Linked DNA regions of Hordeum vulgare: all the other regions are linked to region 2. A link is a contact called in public Hi-C data. All regions are on one chromosome and are shown on one strand. The core of a region is the stretch at or near the end of the contact, and the rest is flanking DNA. Distances in the headings are between cores, read along the strand shown.

Region 1 (4,102 bases), core at 76-2,575, 320 kb before region 2:
GTGTTGTTGTTTTATTCCCAATTCAGTAAGCAAATATTCCAGCCAAATGATTTCAACACTAGCATTGGCTAAGGATTCGTACTCAGCTTCTGTACTTGACCTTGACACTGTTGCTTCTTTCCTAGCACTCCAAGAAATAAGATTAGAGCCAAAAAAGACTGCAAAACCTCTAGTTGATTTTCTTTCGTCACTGCAGCCCGCCCAGTCGGCATCAGAGAAAGCACTCACAAGAGTAGAACTAAATCGTCTAAACTGAAGTCCCAAACTTACAGTGTGCTTAATATATCGTACAATCCTTTTTACGGCTATCCAATGAGTGGAGGTAGGATCATGCAGGTACTGACAAACCTTATTCACAACAAAAGATATGCGTGGTCGTGTGAGAGTCAAGTACTGCAGAGCACCAACAATACTTCTATACCTTGTACTCTCTTTTTTCGTGAGTGGTTCTCCTTCATGTGCCGAAAGCTGTTCAGAAGAAGATAATGGTGTGGGTGAAGGTTTGCACTCTTTCATTCCCATACAAGTCAGAAGTTCGATGGCATATTTCTCTTGATTCAAAATTATACCATCTGAAATATTATTAACCTGGATACCTAGAAAGAAGTGCAAGTTACCAAGATCCTTGAGTGCAAATTCTGAGCTCAAGTCATGTAAGAAAGCATTACTGGCTCATTTGTGTGCTCATGTAAGGAGCTAGCACAAGTTTTATAGTAGCAGCTTTTACAACAAGGCTGAAAGTATCCTCATAATCAATACCATACCGTTGCTTAAAACCTTTTGCTACTAGATGTGTTTGTACCTATCAGTGGAGCCATATGCTTTTCTTTTTATTCTATAAACCCACTTGCAATCAATAATATTTAACCTCTCTGATATGGTACCAAGTGTCATGTTTTGTTTTTCATGAGCGCAACATATTAATCCTCCATAGCCTTTTCCCATTTAGGATCTCCAAGTGCATCACTTAACTTCGTTGGTTCACCTGAAATACACAAAATACCATATGGTATAGTACCATCCTTTCTTAATTCTGGATTTCTAATACCTTTTTGTAGCCGAGTCATGACTCTTGAGGTGGTGGAAGGTGGATGTTGTGATTGCACTGGATTGTACTGGAATACACCCAAATTGAATTTTTGTAGAAGATCCCGAGAGAGCTTCGAGATTACCCGCAGTCGATCCTGTGGCCTATGGTGTGGCTGTTTCTTTTGTGGCCGCAGAGTCAGCAGTCGCAGCGGATCTGGTACCTGGCGTTGCGGTTGGCTCCATGCGGGAGCAACGCACCGCACCGGATGGTTGCCTGCACTCGCGCCCCGAGGCTTCACACTGGTGCTCCTGGCTGGCTCGCCACTGATTCGAGGAGGATTCCCGCATGGGTGTGGCAGGCACTGTCAGATCGTCCTCGAACGCCGCACCCGTTTGCTCTTCTCCTGGCACATGAAATAATGGATCATTTTGAGCATCATTTTATGCACCATTTTTTGCACTGTTTCCTTCAGGAACCTACACACGAGGATCATTTCTAGAAGAAACATTATCATATTGTATAGTACAATTGTTATACCCCTATGATCAAAATGCTGAGATATGGATGGGAGAAGAAGTATTTCTTGACGAAGGAGAGAACCGACATTTGGATGAAGTGATGCAAACAGGAAAAATGACTCATCAAACGCAACATCTATGGAGATATATACTCGACCTGTAGAAGTGTCTAGACACTTGACCCCCTTGTGCATGGGACTATATCCTACGAAGGCACATTTTTTTGAATGAAACACAAGTTTGCGTGTGTTATAGGGCCTCAGATTGGGCCAACATGCACATCCAAATACTCTAAGAGTTTTGTAATCTAGTGTAGTGCCAAAGAGGCGAGTAATGAGATTCTCAAAATTGATGACCTTGCTAGGGTGAATATTTATGAGGTATGTGGCAGTAAGAAAGGCTTCATCCCAAAATTTGAGAGGCATAGAAGCGTTTGCTAGCAATTCTAGTCCTACTTCAACAACATGACGGTGTTTACGTTCACCAGATCCGTTCTATTGGTGAGCATGAGGACAAGAAACATGATGAGAAATTCCAATCGTTTGGAAAATGGAATTTAGTTTCTCATACTCACCACCCCAATCGGTTTGCATGGCAAGGATTTTGGAGTTTAGTTGATGTTCAACAAGATTTTGTAAATTGCTAAAGACTTGGAAAACATCGGATCATTCCTTGAGCAAATAAATCCAAATAAATTTACTATAGTCATCAATAAAGCTTACATAATATGAAAAATCTACCAACTGAGGTAGGAGCTGGTTCCCACACATTTGAGAAGACAAGTTGCAAGGGGGCAGTGAAAATACTAGTAGAAATAGGGTAAGGTAATTGATGACTCTTAGCTTGTTGACAAACATCACACAATGACTCTACACTAGGCTCAAAAGAGAGTTTATTTTTGCTAAGGAATGTTGAACTATAACAGAAGAGGGATGACCCACACGACTATGCCACCTTGACGATGATGGTTTGGTGACACTCCAAGCTTGCTTATTTGACCATGACGAAGATGATGATATGGGTGGATATAATCCTCCCTCACATTTTCCTGTAAGGATGATTCTCCTTGTTGCAAAGTCCTTGACCACAAAAGAGTAAGGATAGAATATTATAAGAACATTTTTATCAAGGGCAAAGAGATGAACGGAGACAAGATTTTTTGATGCATTGGGGACATGTAAGACATTATTTAGATGTAAATCTTTTAAGGGGGATTTTAACAAGTGAATTTCCAACATGAGTAATGTCCATACCCGAACCACTTGTTGTGTGAACTTGGTCACCTCCGTGGTATCTTTGTCTCGTTGTAAGCTTGTCGAGCTCTCGTGTGATGTGCTCGGTGGCGCCAGAATCTGCATACCAGTTTGTATCAATCCCGTAGGAGTTGGTGACGAGGTGGGCCTTCTTTTCTTGATGGTCCTCATCATACCGATGCCAGCAGGACCTTGCGTCGTTGGCGTGGTATCTGTAGTAGATCTGGCATTCGGTATAGTCCCATTCTTGCTATTATGGATACTTTAGTTGTTGTTGTGGACGTTGTTGATAGCCTTCGTAGCCGCCACCGTGAGCAGGAGAGGGAGTTGCGATCTCTGCGATCACCGCATCCACGCCCCCTGTTTCCTTGCCCACGGCCTCCTCTTTCTCGATACTGCCCACACCCTCTGTATAGAGCATTGGCAGAGGAGTGAAAGTCGTCTAGTCCATCGCCTAGCATCTCCATTCTCCGATCAAAGGCAGAGATCTGCGAGAAGAGATCATCAACTGTGATGGAGTTCTTTATGGCTCCAACTGCTACTACGATGAGATCGTAATCCCGATCGAGTCTAGCCAAAATGTAGTCCACCATCTCCTTGTCACTTACTAGACGACCTACCACAACGATTTCATCTTCGAGGCTCTTCATCTTGGCGATGAACGCATTTCTCGACATGTTTCCCTTCTTGGTGTTGGAGATGGCTATCCTCAGATTAGTTATCTGAGATTGAGACTCTGCAGCGAACAAGGTAGTGAGAGCAATCCAAAGATCATGAATACTCTCCTTATGAATGACTTGTGCTAGAATCTCCTAGGTCAACTAATCGAGCAAATAGCTTAGGACATGTTGGTCCTTTGACAGCCATGAGCCATATAGAGGATAAGCTTCAATGGCCATGTTCTTATCCGCCTTGGTTACTTCCACCGTTTGCGGTGCTGCGGTGTCGCTGCCATCAAGGAGGTCGGTCACTTGTGCTTCTCGCAGTGCCGACATTACTTGTGCCTTCCAAAGGAGGTAGTTCCCCCTCCCAAGCTTTTCTGTTGGTGGTGCGCCAAGAATGAGTACAAGAGCATTTGAGATAGCGGCCATGGCAAAGGTAGGGTTTGGTTTCTGGTTTCGCTAGATGGAAGGGAAGAGTCTAGCTCTGTATACCGTGTAAGATTGATCTGGTTGAAGCTTTTCTACTCCTCCGTAGAGGAGCCACATGGGGTTTTATGGATTGATGATAGGTGCCTTGACGTGGCTTACAAGGAATACCCGATCATCAACGATACAGGTAGTTAAGGGAGATTTAAAGGA
Region 2 (3,979 bases), core at 194-2,693:
TATGTAATTTTTATTACATATAATATATATTTAGCTAGTTAAATTGACAACCTAGAACCACGCGCATGCCCTATACACTTGGACGGAGGTAGTATCTCATAGGGCTCTGTGATCTAGATGATTTTCTATTAGTAGGAAAAACGAGCCGCCGAGCTGTAAAAACGCCTAATTAATCGCAAATCTGACGACTAAACAAGCGACTTACTAGCATGCATAGCTGAAGACGGTTTCCAAAACACCCTAATTAATGGCATGCGTCTTATTTCCTTCTAATTGTAAAAAATTATCGTTTTGGAGATACGTCCAATATACTGTGATGGAGGAAGTACTATGCATTATAAAGGTAGTATCATACAGTTGTATCATATGCATGATACTATTATATGATACTCTCCACTATGACCAGCCTTAAAAAGATTATTCGCTTTTATTTATTTATTATTAATGCGGCTTCCGTCAAAATACACAGCGTGCTTTCGCTAACACACACACCTCCTACATGCTTCATGCGGCTTCCGCCAAAACAGATATAGCAACATAAACCAGTTTGCTTCCGCCAAAATAAACAGCTTGCTTCCGCCAGAGCCCTCATCGTCAAAACAGGTGCAACCGGCTTCCGCCAAAACAGACATAATAACATAAAACAGTTTGCTTTCACCAAAGTACACAATTTGCTTCCGCCAAAACAAGTGCAACCGGGCTCCGCCAAAACAACCTGCCTGGTTTGCTTTCGGTTTACGAAAATTCAAGCACGGACGCGTGCGACATCATGTCATGTCTGGTGACAAAAACCGGCTCAGACACTCGGTCCGAATCGTAGCGATTTGCAGGATGCCGTTAGAAATGTCTTAACCTCTCAAATGAAAAAGTTATGCGGTGATAACCGGAGTGGTCTCTACGCCTTGGAAGCAACTCCACGCAGTCGCAGTGCGTGCCGTCCCCGGGTAGTACGGGGCCAGTCAAATGAAAAAAATCCCACCCTCCCCTTTCTCACCCGTCTCCCTCCTCACCCTCCATCACCCCCACCCGGGCCCGCACGTCGCCACGAGGTTGGCGGACGCGGGTAAGGGCGGAATCGGGTGCGCGTAGCGGCGGGGCATCGTACCGGTCCGGCTGTACGATCCGTTCCGTTCCGTCCCTCCCCCGCATCGTACCCTCCCCCGCTCCCTCACCTCGCTTTCCCCGCCATCTTTTCCCAGTTTCCACCCCTGCCCCCGCCTGTACCTCCTCCGTACCGTCCTTTCCCCGCCGCGCAATGACCGTAATACCCCCGGTCGTCGCGCGCGCCGTACTCCGCTCCCATGCTGGAACGCGAGGCCGGCTAGGGGTAAATATGGAAACGCGGTGGAGCTTATCGCGGGAGCCGTGATAAGGCGACCCAGGGGCAGTCTCGCCATTTCGGGCATCCCTTTGCCTTTTCCCTCTCCTCCTTGTTGATTGTTGCGTGTGGGTTGGCCGTGGCCAGCCATTGCTACTCCTCCCTCCCTTCTTGGTGTCGCCGCAGCGGACAACCAACTGCCAACTTGCCTTGCCCGTCATGGCCATGGCGACCCACAGCCACCTCCCCAAGCGCCGACGCGTATGCCCTGCCGCGGGCGCGCCGATCGACGAGCTGCCCGACGAGCTCCTCTTCTTGGTCCTGGACCGGGTGGCGGCCGCCGATCCGCGCGCGCTCAAGTCCTTCGCGCTGGCCTCCCGCGCCTGCCACGCCGCCGAGTCGCGCCACCGCCGCGTGCTCCGCCCGTACCGCGCCGACCTACTCCGCGCCGCGCTTGCCCGCTACCCCACCGCCGCCCGCCTCGACCTCACCCTCTGCGCGCGCGTGCCCGGCGCGGCCCTCTCCTCCGCGCCCGTGCCTTCCCTCCGCGCCGTCGACCTCTCCCGCTCCCGCGGCTTCGGGGCGCCCGGCCTCGCCGCGCTCGTCGCCGCCTGCCCCGCCCTGGCCGACCTCGACCTCTCCAATGGGGTCGACCTCGGGGACGCGGCGGCCGCGGAGCTGGCGCGGGCGCGGGGCCTGCAGAGGCTCTGCCTCTCGCGCTGCAAGCCCATCACGGACATGGGCCTCGGCTGCATCGCCGTCGGCTGCCCAGACCTGCGGGACCTCACGCTCAACTGGTGCCTCGGGATCACGGATTTGGGGATCCAGCTCCTCGCCCTCAAGTGCAACAAACTCAGGAACCTGCATCTTTCCTACACCATGGTGAGCCATGCTTCTTCTTCATCTCTCTTCATTACGTCCTGTTCCATTTCTTGGATGATCAAAGGAGTTATGGCTTGGTTCACGCGTTTCTTGATTCCAGAAACACTTTAATTAATAATGAAAAAAAGAGAGTTGGTTTTGGTGCTTTCTTGGAAATTTCAGATGTACATGTCTCTCACGTGAATTTCTCCAACCATCTTTGTAGGTTAGGTACTTTCCCCGTTCGATCTTTATGGGAGATACTAGCACAATGGTTTGAAGTTTTTAGCAACTTGTTTATATCTTCTTTTGCAAGAAATCAGGAAATTTGACTATAGCAGTGAAATCACTTTTCTTGATTATTATTTTTGCGAGCAGATGCTTTTTTTTTCTATCTTAGTGACTGTGCATTGTACACTCCATGGTCATTACCTCAGTCTTGGGAGGATGGGAACCAGTAATCAGCCAGTTTCATCATTTTATTGCTTGATTTCTGTCAAAGAATTGGACCAGTGCAGTAAAAATACCTTTTGAGGATGGGAATGGCTACTTTCTGTTGAGGTGCCAAATAGACAAACACGCTAATTTTGTTGTACTAATAATAAATACTTATCTTGCATTACAGATCTCCAAAGACTGCCTTCCAGCCATCATGAAGCTACCCAATCTTGAGGTGTTGGCACTGGTGGGATGTGTTGGAATAGATGATGATGCCCTTAGTGGTCTTGAGAATGAAAGCAGCAAATCACTACGGGTAATCATCAAACTAGACCATTTTGTCTCATGTGTTGGTTTTGTGTGTCATGTCACCTTCATTTGATCACTATTAGGTTCATCAACTCTTTGTGTAGATTTATAATGTAATGTCGCTAGGTTACTAGCACTGCATTTGCAGTTAATATAGTATGTTTGGCACTGCATTTAAAGTTTCCCAAGTATCGTGGCCAATAAACTTGAAAATAACACATCTACTCCTGCAGGTTCTCGATATGTCTACCTGTCGAAATGTCACTCATACGGGAGTTTCATCAGTTGTGAAGGCAGTGCCAAATCTCTTGGAGTTGAATCTGTCCTACTGCTGTAATGTAAGTATCTAACTGTAGTAGCATCATCTGGGCATAACTTGACCTTCTCCAGTTTGTCTTACATTCTTCTTTTTGGCAGGTTACTGCATCTATGGGAAAATGCTTCCAAATGCTTCCTAAATTGCAGACCTTGAAATTGGAAGGCTGCAAGTTCATGGCTGATGGACTAAAACACATTGGAATTTCTTGTGTCTCTTTAAGAGAGTTGAGCCTGAGCAAGTGCTCAGGAGTGACAGATACTGATCTGTCTTTCGTTGTGTCAAGACTAAAGAATTTGCTGAAGCTGGACATTACTTGCAATCGCAATATCACTGATGTTTCGTTAGCTGCCATCACTAGCTCATGCCATTCCCTCATCTCTCTAAGAATAGAGTCCTGTAGCCATTTTTCTAGTGAAGGGCTCCGACTTATTGGGAAGCGATGTTGCCATTTGGAAGAGTTGGATATCACCGACAGTGATTTGGACGATGAAGGTTTGTACTGAACTTCAAATATCTAACTATTTTTGGTAAATGGACTCCGAGTTAACTGTTTCTCGCAACAATGACAACACAAAACTGACAGCGATGTAATCCTTCATGTGCAGGTTTGAAAGCTTTGTCTGGATGCAGCAAACTGTCAAGCTTAAAAATTGGAATATGCATGAGGATAAGTGACCAAGGCCTTATCCACATTGGGAAGTCTTGTCCAGAACTCCGAGATATTGATTTGTATA
Region 3 (4,087 bases), core at 1,342-3,841, 420 kb before region 2:
CTTTATGAGTGTATGCACTGTTGGCCCACCCTGGCCCTGTGGGCTGGGTCCGCCACTCGCCACGAGGATCACCAGAAATACCATGCTAGTTTTGGCTTTAACTGGATGGGGTCAGGGTTAAGTCTTCTGTAAGGAAAGAAGCAGGGGTTCCGCTAATCACTACAGATGTATGGAATTTAGAAGTTTGCCCTGCTTAAGCAGGGAGACAGTTTCTTATTCATGTGAACAAATGAACAGAATGTGTTTATGGATTATGAACATAAATAACTTCTAGGTGTTGGTCTCCATTGATTATTTGCATTAAATTTAGAAAAATTACTTTCTGTTGACTAGTGAAACTTGTTAGTATCTTTTACTTTGTAAAATGCATCTAAAGCCGGCATCAAGGAGGACCATTTCATGGAAAGATAATGAATGTCCTGATGCAAAAGTGCGTACTTCTGTAGTACTCTGTATAATTGTTCTTTCTCTATTTGCTATTTATGTTTTTTACTCATGTCCATATAATGATATATTCTAGCCTATAAACCTCTATGATGTGATGATTGCTTTTGTCTGAACAATCTGTGCTGCTTGGTTTTCAGCGCTTTTCTCTAGCTGGTGCGGAACTTAATGGCGCGATTTATGCAGTTGGCGGTTTCAATGGTGTTCGATATCTGAGGTGATATATTTTCACCACTTGTACTTATTTTGACAAGTTTCAGTTACAAGCTGATTTAGTTACTATCAACCGAGCAAAAGTAAGTAGTTTAGTGCAGCAATGCAACCTGCAAAGGTCTTAGAGCATTTAACATAACTCATGGCTTAGTGCATATTACTTTGTTGATCCCCTTTTCGAGCAACAGAGAAACACTCTCCTTGTATTGAAGCAGTATGTAGGTCTGTAACCAACTGAGTAATTGCACGGTATTCATTAGCCTATTTTCCTTATGGCTTACATGACAATGAACTTATTATTTCTTCAAAGTGAGAATGAAAGTTTTCCATTTTGCTAATGCTATGATGTCTTATTTTCCTTATAGCTTACGTGACAATAAACTTATTATTTCTTCAAGGTGAGAATTGTATGTTTTCCATTTTGCTAATGCTATGATGTCCTATTTTCCTTATGGCTTACGTGACAATGAACTTATTATTTCTTCAAAGTGAGAATTGTATGTTTTCCGTTTTGCTAATGCTATGATGTTTGTTACCAGCTCTGCTGAGAGACTTGATCCTAGGGAGCCTAACTGGAAAATGCTCCCAGCAATGAGTACAGTAAGAGGTTGTCATACGGTGGCAGTGCTTGATGATAAGATGTAAGTATGTACATTTTATCTTACAAATCAGGACGCCCCACTAAAAATTGTAGAATGTGGACATCTAATTAAGTCTCTGGTGTAGCTCATCATGGCAAAAACCACTGGGATCAGCTTAAATTTTGTACAATGTCGGCCATCTAATCTGAAAACTTTTGTTTTACTGACTCTTGTTACAACCGAAAACAGCATAGATGCCCATCATGGTGCTTAACAATGTTGTGTTTCTTTCAGATATGCAATGGGTGGTTATGATGCTGATGCTGGAGCAATGGTGTCCACCGTTGAGTTATATGAGCCAAGAATGCCGTCATGGGTGACTGTCGAACCAATGAACTACACCAGAGGGTACCACTCTTCAGCTGTGCTCGGTGGCTCGATATTCACGCTGGGTGGGGTCAAAGGTGAAGCAGATACAATCTTGGATGTGGTAGGTAGCTACCCCCAGATGCAATTTCTTGCCATGTCCATGCAATTTTCCTCCAAGCACCATACGACTAACATCCAAGCTATACTACTGCCTAGATTACCCTTCAGTTTCAGCCGTTTTATCACTCGATTCTCTCACTCGATTCTCTCGCTGTTTGATGTGTAGTTTCTCAGAAAAATTGCTCTGATCAACTGTTGAAACCTTTTTTTTTGTGTGTGTTGGATGGACTGTCAGGTGGAGCGCTACAAGGAAGGCTGTGGTTGGGTGAACACAGGGATGAAGTCAATCGGCAGAAGATGCTACTGCTCTGCCATTGTTCTCTGACCGACCGGTACCTAAGTATCTATCTAAGCTGCTGCTGATGATGATGAGTGAACTGCAAAGCAGACTGTTAAGACCCTGGGGCCTCTTTGTCTTTGTCTTTGTCTGAATTCAGAAGCCGGTGTCTCATGAACCGAGAAAACCGTCGTCGGCTGTCCAGTTTCTCGTTTCTTGTTTTTTCTGGATCTTAATTCACAATGCAGCACACATCTGATTCGAAACTGAGCTGAAATCCGAAAAGGGACACGAACTATATGGACGAAGATTTGATTTGTTGCGGTATGCTTTTATGATGGTTTTTCGCTGTCGTTTGCCTTCCTGTTGTTTGCTGAAGCGACTTCAGGGCACCAGACACAGCAAGAGGACACCAGAGTTTAGACTCAGGCCCCACTCGATCCTTGGTTTTCAAAAAATTCTGTGAAGATGGCTTCAAAAGATCTTTTATTTGCCATATTTTATGCACTTTTTATATTAAAAAAAACGTAGATTTATACTACCAGAACTGTAGAAGTAGGGCAATATGGTGTGCAGAAAGCGGTTGTTGAGCTAGTAGAATAGAAGAGGACGCGACCTTTACACGTCCCCATCGATCCCACCAGACCCACCGATGGCCGTCGGCGAGGAGGTCAAGCTCTCCATCTCCGGCGCGGCCCTCGCGGCGCTCCTCCACCGCTGCGGGGCCGCCGCGGGTGACTGCGACGGCCTCCTCTTCGGCCGCGCCCACCGCCCCCCTCCGCCGGCTCCCACCCTTTCCGACTACGACGACCAAGCCCCCGCCGCCCCGTGCCTTTTCATCTCCATCTCCGGCCACTCCTCCCTCTCCCACCCCTGCTCCCTCTCAGATCCCCTCGGCCGCCCCCACCCGCCGCCGCCCTCCTCCCCTTGCCCTCTCGGCTTCTTCTCGTCCCGCCGCCGCGCCCCTCTCCGTGCCTCCATGCGCGAGCTCGCCCTCGCCTGCTCCCTGTCCAAAACCCTATCGCCCCTCGCCCACCCGCTCCTCGTCATCCTCGTCTCCCCCAACACTTCCGACGACCTCTCCACCCACTCCTTCGACTACCGCGCTTTCCTCCTCCTCGGATCCCGCTTCGTCCCGACCTCGTTCGCCGTCGTCAACGTCGGCCCCGGCTTCCGGGATCAGTACCACTCCTTCGCCCCGGAGTCGTCCTTCCCGTTGCTCACTCAGCCGTCGCCGCCGGCGGCGCCCGAAGCAGAGGATGCTTACAGCATCGGAGAGCAGAAGAAGGTGGATGCGATGGTGGACGGGTTTGGGCTAGGGAGGCTGCAAGAGCTCGTGGGTGCTGTGGCCGGGCAGGCCGCGGGGATGGATAGCATGTATGCCGGGATGCTCCAGAGGATGGAGAAGCTCGCCAGGGAGGTGGAGAAGAGCAATCACCGCGTGCTCGACCAGGTTGTCTTCTCATCCTGCCTATGATGCTCTTCTTAGAGTTATTCCATGCAGAATGCATTTACGAGTTATTGCGGAAACCATCTAGTGGTTGAATGGTGCATGATGGAGTAGTCAGGAACTCGGTATATTTGGTTTGGAGCTACATCTTGCAAAGTTTTAATTGAAAATGATCAGCTCGGAGCAACGGTGACTATTATTCATGAATAATTGCATAGTTTGGCAAGAAACATTTCCTTATGCTAGGGTGATAGTTATTCATGTCTACGCACAGTAGTGTGTAGAGAACTAGCCATTCTGGTCAAGATTTGATTCTCCTCCGCTACAACAGGTTCACTCGTGTAGATTATGCATGGGGTATGAAGTTGCCTTTCCTTTCAAGAGTGCATTGTTTATGCTTAATTGGTTGTCAGCACTCATGAAACAGCTTTCAAGAGTAATTTTTACGTAATCGTATGCCACAGTTGCACTCATGGAAGTATATAAATACATGTTCAGTCCCAAATCCAAAAAAGTCTCGCCATCATTCCCTCAGTCTATCTCCTTCAACCTTCTCTATGCAACTAATCTGCCTCCACCAAGATGTCTTATCCATGAGCTAAAATATGAACTATAAAAGTCCCAGCAAAATGG

The links. Hi-C and Micro-C count contacts between places; a contact is called where the count stands out from the background.
Region 1: a Hi-C map of seedling shows a contact between it and region 2, with 2.4 times the contacts expected there. The contact joins the enhancer-like site here to the promoter of LOC123395327 in region 2. A contact is called at or near these places in 1 of 6 Hi-C or Micro-C datasets (seedling) and 1 of 1 datasets of contacts at active chromatin or transcription factors (embryo).
Region 3: a Hi-C map of seedling shows a contact between it and region 2, with 5 times the contacts expected there. The contact joins the promoter of LOC123399898 here to the promoter of LOC123395327 in region 2. A contact is called at or near these places in 4 of 6 Hi-C or Micro-C datasets (leaf and seedling) and 1 of 1 datasets of contacts at active chromatin or transcription factors (embryo).

Annotation. Positions count from the first base shown.
Region 1 is chr5H:329,523,639-329,527,740 of MorexV3_pseudomolecules_assembly, reverse strand. No RefSeq gene overlaps it. Among protein-coding and RNA genes, the nearest start is that of LOC123400482, 99 kb to the left of the region's middle. Within about 2 kb of position 1,325, at least 2 of the 3 cell types and tissues checked have open chromatin away from gene starts, as enhancers often do. A contact at or near this core is called in seedling, where this site is marked.
Region 2 is chr5H:329,207,185-329,211,163 of MorexV3_pseudomolecules_assembly, reverse strand. It overlaps LOC123395327 (F-box/LRR-repeat protein 3), which reads left to right and starts at 1,443. Exons shown (of 7, transcript XM_045090313.1): 1 at 1,443-2,200; 2 at 2,805-2,933; 3 at 3,160-3,264; 4 at 3,344-3,737; 5 at 3,851-3,979. The coding sequence starts at 1,538.
Region 3 is chr5H:329,632,231-329,636,317 of MorexV3_pseudomolecules_assembly, reverse strand. It overlaps LOC123399898, which reads left to right and starts at 2,591. Exons shown (of 3, transcript XM_045094282.1): 1 at 2,591-3,457. The coding sequence starts at 2,657. LOC123399897 (kelch-like protein 15) reads left to right here. Exons shown (of 11, transcript XM_045094281.1): 8 at 585-661; 9 at 1,197-1,298; 10 at 1,533-1,728; 11 at 1,963-2,312. The coding sequence ends at 2,052.